Linked DNA regions of Mus musculus: region 2 is linked to region 1. A link is a contact called in public Hi-C data. All regions are on one chromosome and are shown on one strand. The core of a region is the stretch at or near the end of the contact, and the rest is flanking DNA. Distances in the headings are between cores, read along the strand shown.

What was found. A called contact is a pair of places that touch in the nucleus more often than the background predicts.
Region 2: a Hi-C map of neural progenitor cells shows a contact between it and region 1, with 1.7 times the contacts expected there. The contact joins two enhancer-like sites. A contact is called at or near these places in 5 of 484 Hi-C or Micro-C datasets (the AML12 cell line, forebrain, neural progenitor cells and 1 more), 3 of 115 datasets of contacts at active chromatin or transcription factors (astrocytes and embryonic stem cells) and 2 of 9 other capture datasets (embryonic stem cells and pancreatic islet).

The regions. Positions count from the first base shown.
Region 1 is chr10:42,408,048-42,415,158 of GRCm38.p6, forward strand. All of the region lies in intron 6 of Afg1l (AFG1 like ATPase), which reads right to left. Among named protein-coding and RNA genes, the nearest start is that of Afg1l, 67 kb to the right of the region's middle. Within about 2 kb of position 3,259, at least 28 of the 459 cell types and tissues checked have an H3K27ac peak or open chromatin away from gene starts, as enhancers often do. A contact at or near this core is called in astrocytes, forebrain and neural progenitor cells, where this site is marked.
Region 2 is chr10:42,343,551-42,350,661 of GRCm38.p6, forward strand. The region is part of intron 8 of Afg1l (AFG1 like ATPase); the gene reads right to left. Among named protein-coding and RNA genes, the nearest start is that of Foxo3, 70 kb to the left of the region's middle. Within about 2 kb of position 3,126, at least 46 of the 459 cell types and tissues checked have an H3K27ac peak or open chromatin away from gene starts, as enhancers often do. A contact at or near this core is called in astrocytes, forebrain and neural progenitor cells, where this site is marked.

The DNA of each region.
Region 1 (7,111 bases), core at 2,009-4,508:
TTTTCTAGGCAAACTGAAAAATATTCTGTTCTGTGTTTGGTCACAATTCGTATTATAAACTAAACTAGCTCTGCTAGAGGCTGTAGAGATGACTCAATGTTTAATAGCGCGTACTGCTCTTACAAAGGACCAGACCTCATGTCAGCAGCTCACAAATACATGTTATTCCAGCTCCAGGGACATCCAATGCCTCTGGTCTCTGAAGTCAGCCACATTCAAATGTCCATACTCACACACATACGTGTGTGTGTGTGTGTGTGTGTGTGTGTGTGTGTGTGTGTGTGTAATTATAAATAATAATAATAATAATAAACCACTTTGGGGTTTTTTTCCCCTAGATTTTCTAGGTTTCTCTGGGTAGTCTGCCTATCCTGGAACTCACTCTGTAGATTAGGCTGACCTCAAACTCAAAGACCCACCTGCCTCTGCCTCTGGCCACTCACCTGTTTTAAAAAACTGTTGGTTTTTGCCTTTAGTCACCATATTTAATGTTGTAGTCTCTGTTGTTGTTCTAATGCTACGGTGGTTTCTGTTCATGTAGGACTGAACGAATGGTGCCATGCGTGAGCGCTGTGTGTCTCTGCAGTTCGGATGATGTTTCCATGTAGTTCAGGAATTCAGAGAAGATCCACGGTTTGGCACCGTTCTTCTAACCAGCCACCAATTTTGTATTGTGTTAAACAGTGATTGTTGTTGCTCAAACTGCAGAGAAAAGGTTTCCTGGGGTGCTCAGCCACCAGTAGGCCAAGAACCACATCTCCTACTCAAAACTAAGGGGCCATCACAGAAAAGGGCTAGGAAGAACGTAAGAGCCAGAGGTCAGGGAGGACTGGAGCAAAACCCTGTCTTCTAGGCCTGACAGGACTCCTGCTCTCAGGGATTCACCATGGCTGTGGATGCCCGCACAAGACCCGTGGCAAGATCAAGCCATCCAGGATTCTCACAAGCAGTCCAAGGGGATTCACACGCTACTCCCCCTGAGAAGCTGGGCTGGGTATAAGGCATGGGTTCTAAGGCTGTTTTCTCTAAAGGTGACCCCTGGAGAGTCAACCGCACTCCAGTGAAAGGTTATACACCCAGAAATACATGGGCAGCACAAACTGGAGCCAGTCTGGTATTTAAAATAGGACACAAAGTTGAGGGGTGGAAGAAAGTAGCCCTCGGAAGAGTTAGGGAAGAGTTGGGATAAATACGATCAAAACACACTGTACAAAATTCTCAAAGCAGTAACCTTTTAAAAATCTATAGTTGTAGACCCTGACAAGCTCATCACTGCATCAGAAATTTTATATAATTTCACTGCTAAATGTAATTCTGAAATAAATACACAGTTTTTTAAAAATAAAACACATAGACCTGATATCATATTTAAAAGATAATTCTAATTACATTTTATGAAAGGTGTTAGATTGCTCCAAATGTGTTTTCAGGCTTTGTAGAAATGACCACTGAATTATTGATCTTGCTGTTCTTTTGTTTTGCTGATACAGGTCTCCCTATTTAGTTCTGAAGAGCTTGGGACTTGCTATGTGAACCAGGCTGGCCGCAAACTCGCAGAGATCTGCCTGCCTCTACCTCCCAAATCCTGGGATTAAAGCATTCACCATCACACCCAGCTAATTCTTTTCCTCTAAGTAATAAAATAAATGCACAAATGTGAGCGTGCACGTAAATGTGAGTGTGTGCACCTACTGGTAGCCAACTGTAGTGCTATCTAGTCCTTTGTTTACAATGAATATACTGGTCTGAATGAAAATCATATAACATTGTTGCCTGGTGATCTGAGAAAGTGAATTTTTCAAATCATCCTACTCAAGGTGTTCTAATGCTACCGAATGCTTTCATCATTGTAATAAACAGTACATAGAAAACAGAAATTTGAGCCAACCAGATGGCTCTGTGGGTAAAGTCACTTCCTCCGAGCCTGATGGCCTGAGTTCAATTCCTGGGACCTGTGTGGTAGAAGGGGAGAGCCAGTTCCTACTAGCTGTGCACAGACCTCCCATGTGCATGCACATGACATGCACTCTTGTGAGCGTGTATGCTCATACAAACATATATGTAAATTTTAAATTTTTAAATGTTAAAATAATTGGGGGGACTGGAGAGATGGCTCAGCAGTTAAGAGCACTGGCTGCTCTTGCAGAGGACATGACTTTGATTCTTTACAACCACATGGCTCACAACCATCTGTAAAACTCCAGTTTCCGGGGATCCACTGCCCTCTTCCAGCCTCCAACGGCAGAAGACACGCATGTGGTGCACAGACATACATGCAGGCAAAGCACTCATGCACAGAAAATAATAATAATAAATATTTTTAATTTTTAAAAAGGAAAAATGCAGACATTCTAACATCTTCTGTATAGCTCTAGGTCCAATTCTGGGGACCGCTTTCTTTTTGGTGGCCCAAATTATACTGACATTGAAGAGCAGTCACCCAACTTACCCAGTCTACTTCCCTTTAACACTGTATTCCTGTTTTTAAATAGAGTTCTCAAGTTTAATCATTAAGTTAATTCTGAATTTTTAACTAATTTGATCTCCTGACCTGCTCACTTGTTGGGTCACCATCCAATTAATTCTATTTTTTTTTTCCTCTACTGGAATATCATGAAACTAGAAAAACTTGTGAGTATCATGAAAACAGAAAAACTTCAATTTCGGAAGATGAGACATAAGAATTCTGTGCGTGAAATTTTAAATCACAGGTTTCTTGTTTAGTTGTTCCCTGCAGATCCACTGCCATCATCACCCTGCACCAGGTTTCTTATTCTGCACGCTTCTGACATGTTTGTCCACGTGGTCCTTTGCATGAAGAATAGCTCTTTGCACTAACAATGTCTCTGGCAGCAGTCCCAGCCCTAACCCTGCTGCCTGCCAGGACACCCCTACACTTGGGTAGAACAGCCAGACATTGCTAAATGTCTTTCAAAGCAAACAGTCCCCTCTGGAGAACTGTTGTCTGGTACTAAGACATAGCCAGTTCTTGTCTAGTAGTCCACAGTAGTTTCCTGGCAGGTCCCCCTGGGTCCCTCATGTCACTACACTCTACCCAGAAGCCCATCTTTAAATCATGGCCAGTGCAGTCCTCCCACCTGGAATCTGGTCCCTCCTGTCTGAGGCGAGCTTCAGTGGCTTACATTATCTCTTACAGCAGAATTCAGCATCCTAACCGCTGCTTTACGGAGGCCAGCTCCTGCCTGCAGCTCCATCCTGTACAGCCCACTTTTTGGTCACTGCTGCCTTCTGAGCTCTCTGATACACTACTCTCTTTCTGGCCACTTAGCATGGCCCAGCTCCGTGCCAAGGACTTTCTTTCCCCAGCTGGTAAGCCATCTGAGAATCTGCTATCTGGGGGACAGAAGAGAAAAAGGTCTCCCATTTAACCCTGGCTGGCCTGGAACTTGTTATGTAGGCTAGGTTATTCTCAGACTCCAATCCTCTTACCCCTGCCATCCCAGCATTAGATTACAGGCACATGCTACTCGGCCCAATGGTTACTTCTATCTTTTCAATAACGGCACTATCTGGGGCCTTGGATCAAAGCTATAATCTGCAGGAAGACCTGCGTGTATTCTCATGGTTGGAAAAGAGAACAACCTTTAACTGGGGCAGCTAGACCACGATCATTCACAGCCATCAAGGAGAAAGCAGCCAATGCAGTCTTTCTTAATTTATATAGAATAAAATTAACTCTTGTGGCATACAGTTGTGTGACTTTTAGCACATATAACCACCACCACAATCAAGATACAGAACAACTCCAGTACACCAAGAAATACTCTCCCTTTGCTCCTGTGCACTCAAAATCTCCCTTCCCAGGCGACGTAACCACTGATCCATTCTTCATTCTTTTATTATGTCTTTTCCTGATATCAATATTCTGTCTTTTTCTTCAACAATAAAATTATACACACACAGGAATGGACTCATACATATGAATAAGTATATCCACATTCATATTGTATCATATTCTTTGTGTTAAGGTTTTTTAATTTGGGGGGAAAGGGGTTGGGGTGTTTTGTTCTTGTTTTGTTGAGATGGTGTCTTCTCGTGTCAGTCAGGCTGACCTAGGACTTACACCATAGCCCAGGCTGCCTCTTAACTTACACTCAGCCTCCTGGGTAATAGGATTACAGGTGTAATGCCACCATGCCTTAGTGTCAAAGCATTAAGCTATTTGATCCCAGCACTCAGAAGCAGAGACAAGAAGACCACAAGTTGGAAGCCAGCCCAGAGCTAGGAGGTGGTGGTACACATCATTAACCCCAGCACTGGGATGCAGAGACTAGCCTGATCTATAGAGTGAGTTCCAGGAGAGCCAGAGGCCCTGTCATGGAAGAAAGAAAGAGAGAGAGAGAGAGAGAGAGAGAGAGAGAGAGAGAGAGAGAGAGAAAGGAAGGAAGGAAGGAAGGAAGGAAGGAAGGAAGGAAGGAAGGAAGGAAGGAAGGAAGGAAGGAAGAAAAGCAAGCTTGAGCTAGGTAGTAAGTTGTTTCAGGCTAGCCAAAACTACATAGTGACACCTTATCTACAGACAGACCGACAGGCAGACAGATGGACAGACGGATGGACGGGCAAGCAGACGGGTGGATGGATGGATGGATGGATGATGGATTATGGATGGATAGATGGATGGATGGATAGATAGCCTATTAAGATGACTTTCTTCTGCCAGTGGAGAGATTCTAGAGCTATGGAGAAACGGGCTGTCAGTTGACTAGAGTTCAACTGCTGCAACTCTGCATCTTGAATTCCCTTTGGGTCTTCTCAGAAGAGCAATTCCAGCTCACGTTCAGCACACTACCTGACAGCCCAGGGACCCTGTTCATGCCTCCCTCAGCCTCTCCCTGTGACTGCCTGCCTTGCTTTGCCACAATTCCAAGCACTGCCTTCCTTCAGCAATCTTGCTAGAACTTCCTAGATTGTTCTAGCACCTTGCTACTTATGAGCATAGCATTATCGCTGTGCAAAGATGATCCTGACAGCACTGTTAGATCAGTCATAGTAGAGGCAGACATCAGTCTCACTTAGCTGAACAATCTAGTATTTGTATGTGTATGGTGTTACCTGCATATGCATGTGGGGGAGGGGGTGTGCACTAAAATACATACATTTGTATCATTTGTCTTCCTCTATTACTCTTGTTTTAGTGACTGGTCTACTGCTGTGGAGAGACACCATGACCAAGGCAACTCTTGTAAGGGAAAGCATTCATCTGGGGGCTTGCTTAGAGTTTCAGAGGCTTAGTCCATTGCATGGCAGGAAGGGTGGTAACATGCAGACATGCGTAGTGCTGGAGCAGTAGCTGAGAGTTTTAAATCCTGAACTATAGGCAATGGGGAGAAAAAGAGAGACTCTGGGTCTAGTGTGGGCTTTGGAAACCTCAAAGCCCACCCACAGTGGCACACCTCCTTCAACAAGGCCACACCCTGTAATCCTTTAACTCTGAAACAAACATCCAAATATGCAAGCCGGGGCTGTGCAACCGGCATTATCACCCAAACTATCACAGCAATCAATGCCCCCCTTTCTTTTTTTTTTTTTTTTTTAAGACAGGGTCTCACCAGGTTGCCTTGGCTAGTCTGGAAGTCTGTATATAGAGTAGGCTGGCCTTGAACTTACAGAAATCCCCCTGCCTCTGCCTCCCTGAGATGCCCAAACAGTAATTTTCTTTTTTAAAGAAGCTCCTGTGTGAGTCTCCCTGCCCCCGTGGACTGTCAACCCTTCAGTGCACATGGGCAGAGGGAACAGTGACACTGAGTGTGGAGGAGAGGGGTTCAGAAGCCCTGTGAGTAGGTATGGCGAATGACCACACGGGACTGATTGTCAGTAGACAGATCAACTTATCTTAGGGTGATTCAAGGCTTTGGGGAACTGAGGGTAGGGACATCCAAGATGGGCAATGGTCATAGGTCATTAGCATGGGGAAGCATTTCAGGAATCCCAGGCGCTGGCTGAACAGGTTTGTCAGGAGAAAAGAAATTAATCCTATAAACTAATTGAGGCTATGTGATATTCCTTAGGTAGAGGTGAGTGTGGGGGCTTAGAACCCCCCAGACAGGGTCAGAGAAGGAGAAACCTGTTAACAAGAAGTCCTCCATTATTTGCCAAGTCCCAGAAGGCTACCTGTCAATGGTAGACTTCAACCTTAATTAGCAGAGTTTCTCGCACTTTTTTTTTAAGATTTATTTTTATGAGTACACCATAGCTGTCTTCATGCACACCAGAAGCGGGCATCGGATCCCATTACAGATGGTTCTGAGCCACCATGTGGTTGCTAGGGATTGAACTCAGAACTTCTAGAAGAGCAGTCAGTAAGTACTATCAACCTCTGAGCCACCCTCCAGCCCTTTCCCACACTCTTGAAGGACGAGAAGATAGCCCAGTGGTAGACTGCTTGCTTGGTTGCCGTGTTTTTATTCCCTATGAACCAGTCCATCAGTAAGCCCTGTTGGCTTGGCCTATAATAGAAACAGCACCTGAGCATTTCTTACCACAGCTCCGTCTCCTCTGAGTGCTGTGACAGACTCCTCAGTCCTTACTCCCAGTCTCAAACACTCAGCCCTGCAATCCATTCTGCACTGCAGCCAGAGAATCTTGCAGAAATGCAGACATTCTACATTCAATCTGAGGCCGCTTACTGAGATCCATCCATGTGTTAGGCACTCTGAGAGAACACACTCACACCCACACACGGAGATAAAAGATGCCAATTGATCAGTGCTCTCACAAAGCTTCTGGACAGACAATGAGTGGAAAAGACAATAAAGAAATCAACTATGGTGGGACATACGAGCCATGTGAGGAGAGAGAGAAGGGCAAACAGTAGTGCCACGGGGTAAGAGGGCGGGGCTGTGCAATCGGCAGACAGGCCTAGGGCCCTCTGGAAAGGTACTTCTGAGCAGATCTGACCGTCCCCTGTGAAACATTATTTTGGAATCCTCACCTTTAACTGACCACATGATGAGCTATAAAAAGAAAATACAAGATTTGAAATGTGTTACATTTGTCTAACCAGTACTTGTATTTTAATTCTTAAATGCTTTCCTAATAAGCCACAAGTGCCTTTTTAGAAATGATAAATTAAGTGAAGTAGAAAAAAAAAAAC
Region 2 (7,111 bases), core at 1,876-4,375, 65 kb before region 1:
CTGCGTGGCGAGCTACACTTGACTCCTGTTTCACCATGGGGATCCTAGCACTATCACTCTGTCACCGGAGAGAAGGCAGATACTCAGAACTATGTCACTTATCCAATCAGAATATGCAGAGACATAAACTTTCTGTATGATAGAAAATACAAATATGGCATGACCAAAGTGGGAGCGCTGTGGTAATACTTGTATCATAGCACATACAAATTTATCACCATATAAAAACTTCCACAGAACAACTGCCAAAGGATTCTTAAGAAGCTGCATACAACGATGGCTTAATGGGTAAAGAGCCCATCGCTCCCTCTCACCGAGTAATAAATGCAAAAAAGAAAAAGTCATGCAGGGTGTGGTGTTGCCTGCCTATAATCCCTGCCCTTGGGGGCTGAGGCTAGAGGATGGGGAGGGGCCAGAGGATGGGACAGGGGGGAACGGGAAATGGCCGTTGTAGGCTCCCTGATGGGGTATGCTGCCAGCTGGAGGGCATTTGAGGAGTGCAGGGACTTCATGGATAGATTAGTGCATTGGGGCAGGGTGGAAGAGACATGTTTAGATGTGGGCTTGGTTGGAGAAAGTAGATCATGAGGTAAGTAAGGCAGGCTCCTGCCGGTCCAGGTTCCCCCCAACCGTGGCCTTCTGATTTACCGTATGCCTAGAAGCAACAGACTCAAGAAGTGTAAGCAGAAGCCTCTGAGACCATGGGATGGAATAGGTCATTCCTCCTTCCCATGTTTCTGTCAGGTATGTGTCAATACCTAGAATTCTTCAGCTCTTTCTTTTGTAGTGATTATGGTGTGTACATTATAAATTGCTTCAATGTAAGTTGCTTCAATTATTTTTAGGTATGAATAGAACATAAAATCATATATAATTGAATTAATAAAACAGTTAAGCCAGAAATCCTTTCTTTTTTCCCAGAATTTTTAAAAATAAAATATCATGATTATATAAAAATATGTAAAATTACATATCAAAACATCTAAGATTCTCCTTACTATTTTTTTAATTTTTAAGATTTGTTTTTATTTTATGAGTATGAATGTTTTGCCTGCATGTATGTCTGTGCACACATAGTGCCTTCAAAGGCCAGAAGAGGGCATCAGATATCCTGGAACTAGAGTTACAGATGGTTGTGAGCTGCCATGTAGGCACTGGGAATCGAATCCAGGTCCTTTGGAATAGCAGCCAATGCTATCAACCACTGAGCCATCTCCCCAGCCCTCACCCTTGGCTGCTTTTAAGCAGAAAATTTCAAGTATACAACACTATTATAAAAACTTCAGCCCAGAGAAAATACATTTAAATTCAAACAAAACAAGCAAACCAAAGAAAGGAAGAAAGAAAGAAAGAAAGAAAGAAAGAAAGAAAGAAAGAGAGAGAGAGAGAGAGAGAGAGAGAGAGAGAGGGAGGGAGGGAGGGAGGGAGGGAGGGAGGGAAGGAAGGAAGGAAGGAAGGAAGGAAGGAAGGAAGGAAGAGAAAGAGAGAGAGAGGGGGAGGGAGGGAGGGAGGGAGGGAGAGAGAGAGAGAGAGAGAGAGAGAGAGAGAGAGAAAGAGAGAAAGAAAGAAAGAAAGAAAGAAAGAAAGAAAGAAAGAAAGAAAGAAAGAGAGAGAGAGAGAGAGAGAGAGAGAGAAAGGCAGGCAGAAAGGAAGGAAGGAAGGAAGAACATGACCTTTTCCATGGAAAGTTAGAAAGTTAGAAGAGCAGCAATGACTTCCCCACATTCCACTTAAGGGATAAGAACATTACCTTAAACTAAAAGTCTTTATTCAGAAATGTAACCAGACCCATGTAGCTCTAATAAGGACTAGGATTTGCTAGGTTTTTGATTGGTAAGTTTGGGATTTTGAAAGACTTGGTTTTATTCTTTGTATGGATGTGTGTTTGTGGCATGCTGCCTTTGTGGAAATGCTCCCAGAGGCCAGAAGAAGGCAATGAGCCGTTTGGACCTGAGTTACAGGCGGTTGTGTGCTGCCCGGTATGGACGCTAGGAACCAAACCAGGAACCAAACCAGGGTTCTCTGGAAGGACAGCAAGTGATTGTGAACGCTGAGACATTTCTCCAGATCTTCATAAATAAGTGTTTTAAATAAGCTTTTATGAATACATGTTGTACAGGGCCTTTTTCCTAAAGACCTTATAACAAAGAATGGTTAGGTTATATAAAGTAGGTGGTCAATCTCTATGACAGAAAGCTGGGAGCTCAGCCTCAGAACAGCCTAGTCCAGAGGTTTTGGGGACTGGAGAGATGGCTCAGTATCCATGGAAAACCGTGAGCACGGGGGCACACACCTGAAATCCTGACACTGGGGTGCTGGGCATATGAAGGCCCGTGGGGCTTGCTAGCCAGCAGAACTGGTGATCTCCATGTCCAGTGAGTGAGTGGCTTGTCTGAGAAAAAAAAAAAAAGATGGAGCGAGGCCAAAGAATACATCTGTCATGGACTTGTGGCCCTCATGTGCACACACACATGTGCATGTGCACCTGTACAAATATACAAACACACACCTAACCACATACCCCAACAAAATGAGCTTTATTCCGAGTTTTCTCTTGGAGCTACAAAAATGTATGAAGCAATGAAGCAAATATCCCAGTCGGTTTTCTGTAGTTCCATTCCAGCCATAAAGAGGCATATCCTGGAAGGGAGGAGTAGCACTGGAGGGGGGAAGTAGCACCAAAACAGCTAGAAGACAGGGACTGAGGATGCCCTTCCTCTCCCGAAGGAAGCAGGAGTGAGCAGGAGCGAGGGGTGGGGTGCTGTGTAGGGGTAGAGCGCCTGCCAAGCTCGAGCTCGCACAAGTCCCTGGTTTGATCCCCAGCCCTGTGAGAATTAACTGACTTGCTTCAGTTCCCTGGAGACAGCTGGACTCTGGGTAATGGCTCATGGAACAACACTATTATATACTAGGCCTTTGTGTGGATAAGATGCAAGAAAAGAAAGTCTGTCCACGGCCAATCAAAAGTTGACACAGAAGGAGCATTAGGGTCACTTGTGATCTGAGGCAAAGTCACTCTTTTCCAAAGCTTGCTCCCTCCCCTGAGGGCCTGAGCAGCCAGAGCACACCACAGCCTCCTTCTCTTCTGCTCCGCCTGGCCCTGAAACCGGGCCAGGCCATCTCGTAGCTCCAGTCACCTTTGTTCCCCTCAGGAACTGTGCTCAGGGGCAGCTTTCCATTTTCTGTTGAGCAGTACCACTGTGTCTTTAAGTCAGAAAAGCCCTGGAATCAACCACTGTTCAGTTGCCAGGAAATCCGCACCAACTCCCGCAGGAATCTTGAGTATACTACCTGGACTAAAAGCCTGCTGGCTTTACACGTATGAGAATTGTGGTTTTTCTTTTCCACATTAAGTCGGTAAACAGAAAAGAAAATAATCGGGCATTCCAAATTTGAAAAAAAAGATTTTTTTTTTACACCTGAAACCAGGCAGTCAATGTAAAACTTAGCCTCAAAGAACCAGAACATGTCGGAAAAAAAGAGCTTATTATTACCGGATCATTTGAAATTCTCAACAAAAAATTCCCAAACGCTTGGAGGTTTCTGGAAGAGGGTCACGCATAATTTAAATGGAAATTCATTTCTTCAAGCACCTCCCACTTCATTAGGATTGACTCAAGGGAAGGGAATGCTAACCACACTTTGCTCCTTTGTCCAGTTTCAAAAAATCAACAGCTTGTTAAGGTATCAACAAGTAGACTGGGGCTGGCTTTCCTCAGTCCCCCTCGAGTGCTCGATGCCAGAGAGCCAAAGTTGATCTGACAGAGAAATTTCTCCTTCCTCTTGGGGTTTGTTGCCAAACTTTCCTGGCAGAGTCTTCACCCTCCGCCAATGCCTTGTGCATTCATGCTGTATGGCTCTTTGTCCTCATACCAAACAGAATCTGGGGCTGGAGGCAGGTCTAAAATGAAGTTGGTTTATACTTGCCTTAATATAAAACAGGCTTGGTCGCGTTTCAGATCCTGTAGGTGTGTTTTACATAACGGAATCGGCTGTCCAAGTGGAGCTTTAGCCCGCCATTTATCTTCTCCATCACACACAGGCTTAATTGACTGCTCAGAGATGCATTTCAATCTGCACTTTCCCACCCTTCTCAGTCACCTGCTGAAGAACTTACCTGGGTCCATTAATCCTGACCTGCATATAATGCAGAAAGTGAAATCTCTTCTCAAGTTGCAGGGCTCCCCCCCCTCCCACGTCTCCAGATAAAATGCCTACTGATTTTCTATGTCACGTTTTCCTGAGAGAAGTCGGTAGCTTAACGTGTGGAACTTCAGTTTGATACATTTAAATTTTTTTCCTTTTGTATAATTTTAGAAAGGCAAAATGAACAAAAAGTTAAAAAAAAAACCAATAAAGGAAGAAAAAAAAGAACAGTTGAATAATGAGGAAGAGAGTCGGGGGAGTTTTAAGAGCTTTCTTTTAAAAGTCCATATATGTAACTAAGGACCTGGAACTATGCCAGATCAGTTTTTCTTATACTAGAGACTGACTTTCAGTTCAAACTGTGATCTGTTTGAAGATGAAATAACAAGCAGACAAAAATGCTAAGAAACCTGAGCTGGGCATCATTGCTCATGACCATGATAAGAGGATAAGAGGAGATAAGAGGAGCTGAAGCAGGAGGATTGCGTAAGTTCAAAGGCAGCCTGGACAGGGCTGAACAGGACCTGTCTTAAAAACAGGGCAGGGTAAGGTAATGGTAAGACTGAAAAATTGTATGCGCATGGCCTGCTCACATAGTGTATGTTTACAGAGCATTATCTACAACCGGGTACTCCTGCCAATGCGGTTAAGCTGGGAATGACGGACCAGCTTGCTTCTGTGACAGCAGTCTAAACGTCCTGTGGTGTGAGATTGTCATATGCAGCTCAATGGAGAAAGACAGAACTACGCTGGATAGATTTGGCTGCTCTGGAAGTCTGTATATGGGCCTACTTTGCTGTGTCATTTGCTAGGTGGATTTCAAGCAGTGCCACGCACTTGGTATTAATTTCTCATTCAGTAGCCCTTGAGTTAATGTGTGATTAATTACTACTTAAGTGTACATCCAAATTATGTCAAATAGAACACTTCTATGGTTTTAACAGCTAAAAACTTGAAAAATACTATGTGTGATTATGTTTTACGGGATATAAGGCAGGAAGCTGCTGTTTATAATATATAGCTGTTTGTATCAGCAGGAAGAAGGGAAAGAAATGGTCTTATTATCAAATAAAGTGGACGCTAAGATAATAAAATGAGTAATTCTAATCTGAAAGCCTAGATTTCAGCTTAGTGTGCTCAATCTTAGACTTTACACAAATATTCCAAAGCAAAACAACAAACAACTCTAAAATCTGAGATACTTGTAAGCATTCTCGATAAGGAATATTCAACCTGTCTGATGAACAGCTGCAAACTAACAAACGGGCTAGCCTGGGGGAAATGTACAAATTCCTAGAAAGAGACAGACTACTGAAACAGACCCAAGAAAGGAAATGTGGAAGAAAAGCGGGTTCTCCCAAACTTGTTCCATGAGACCAGCATCACCTGCTATCAAAACCAGACTAAAATATGTCCAGAAAAGAAAACCAGTGAGAAATATTTCTTCTGACTATAAACATAAGAATCCCCAATAAAGTCCTGCAAACCCAACCGGGCAAGGCACAACGGGATTGGGCACTCTGATTACTACAGCTTTGAGCCGGTGCCCCCTCAAGACGTGCGCGCTCTCACTGGGGTTAACTTAGGTTAAAGGTGTGGTGCCCAGCTCCCAGCTCTATGGGGAGTAGAAGAAGCTTAGGGGGCGGGGCCTTCCCTAGAATAAGACACAGAGACACTGATACCCTTGCCCCCCTCTCTCCTGTGCTCCCCTTTCTGATTCCCAGCTGCCTTTGCCCCACCGCACTCCCAGCCACAATGTCCAGCCACGCTCACTCGCTCGCCACAGCCCTATGGCTGTGGGTGCCGCCTGCACATGGGTGGAAACTGTGAAAGCATGGGTAGAAAGAGGCTCTCCTCTTGCTAGGGGGCTTTGCTAAGGGGCTTGGCTCAGATGCTCAGCTCGGGGATGGGAAGCTGACCAGCATGACAGTATTGATGGCAGAAATGCAAGACTAGTCGAAAACCTAAACATTAAATAGTGGCGTGTGTTAATATAACAATGGACCCAAATCACACAGTTATCTTAGTAAAAGCAGAAAACGCATCTCACCAAATCTAACATCACGAAAAGGCTCGACAAACCAAGAAAAGAATAAGATGAACTGGTAAGAGACATCTACAAAACCCAGACAAAAGTATAAGTGATGGCCAAACTGAAGTCACTCGATGTAGGCCAGAAACTAGAAGAGCTTTCTTCTCTTCTCAGTAATGTACTAGAAGGAAAGTCAGACAAGAAAAATAAATAAAAAATGTTCAGCTGGCTTGAAAAATAACATTATCTTGAATTTGGAAAATTCTAGGACCTCTTCTAAGAATCTAGCAAGTCAATTCAGCAAGATCAATATATTTTTAAAAATTTCATTTTATAATAGTAATAAAGACATTGAAAATAAAATTGAGGGGAAAATCATTTATAGAGCATAAAAAAAGAATAAAGTATTAATGTGAATGTAACAGAACTTTAAAGCATATTGTATACTGCAAAGGACAAAGCACTGTTGAAAGACATTAAAGGCCAAAATCAATAGGCTTTTCTAACTGACATCCAGTGTGGGACTCAAAATACAAGCACCAACATCTGGGAGAAATACCTGACTTATGATTGTGTGGTATGGTGAAGAGGTCCCAAGATGTCCCAGACAACTTCCAACCCAGGATGTTGCAACTTTCCAGGCAGGAACTACAACCTTGCCGAAGTTTGGCCAGAAAGATGGCTCAGTTATTAAGAGCCCATACTCTTGCAGAGGACCCCCATGAGGCAGCTTACAACTACCTGTAAGTCTAACTACAATGCTCTGGCTTCTGCAGGCACCACACTCATATGCACACACACACTCACAAACAGACAAACACATACACATAATTCATAATCAAAATTAAGGGGCTGGCAAGATGGCTTAGTGTTTAAGAACACAGGTTGCTCTTCAAGCAGACCCAGGTTCAATAGCCAAGACCTACGGGGTGG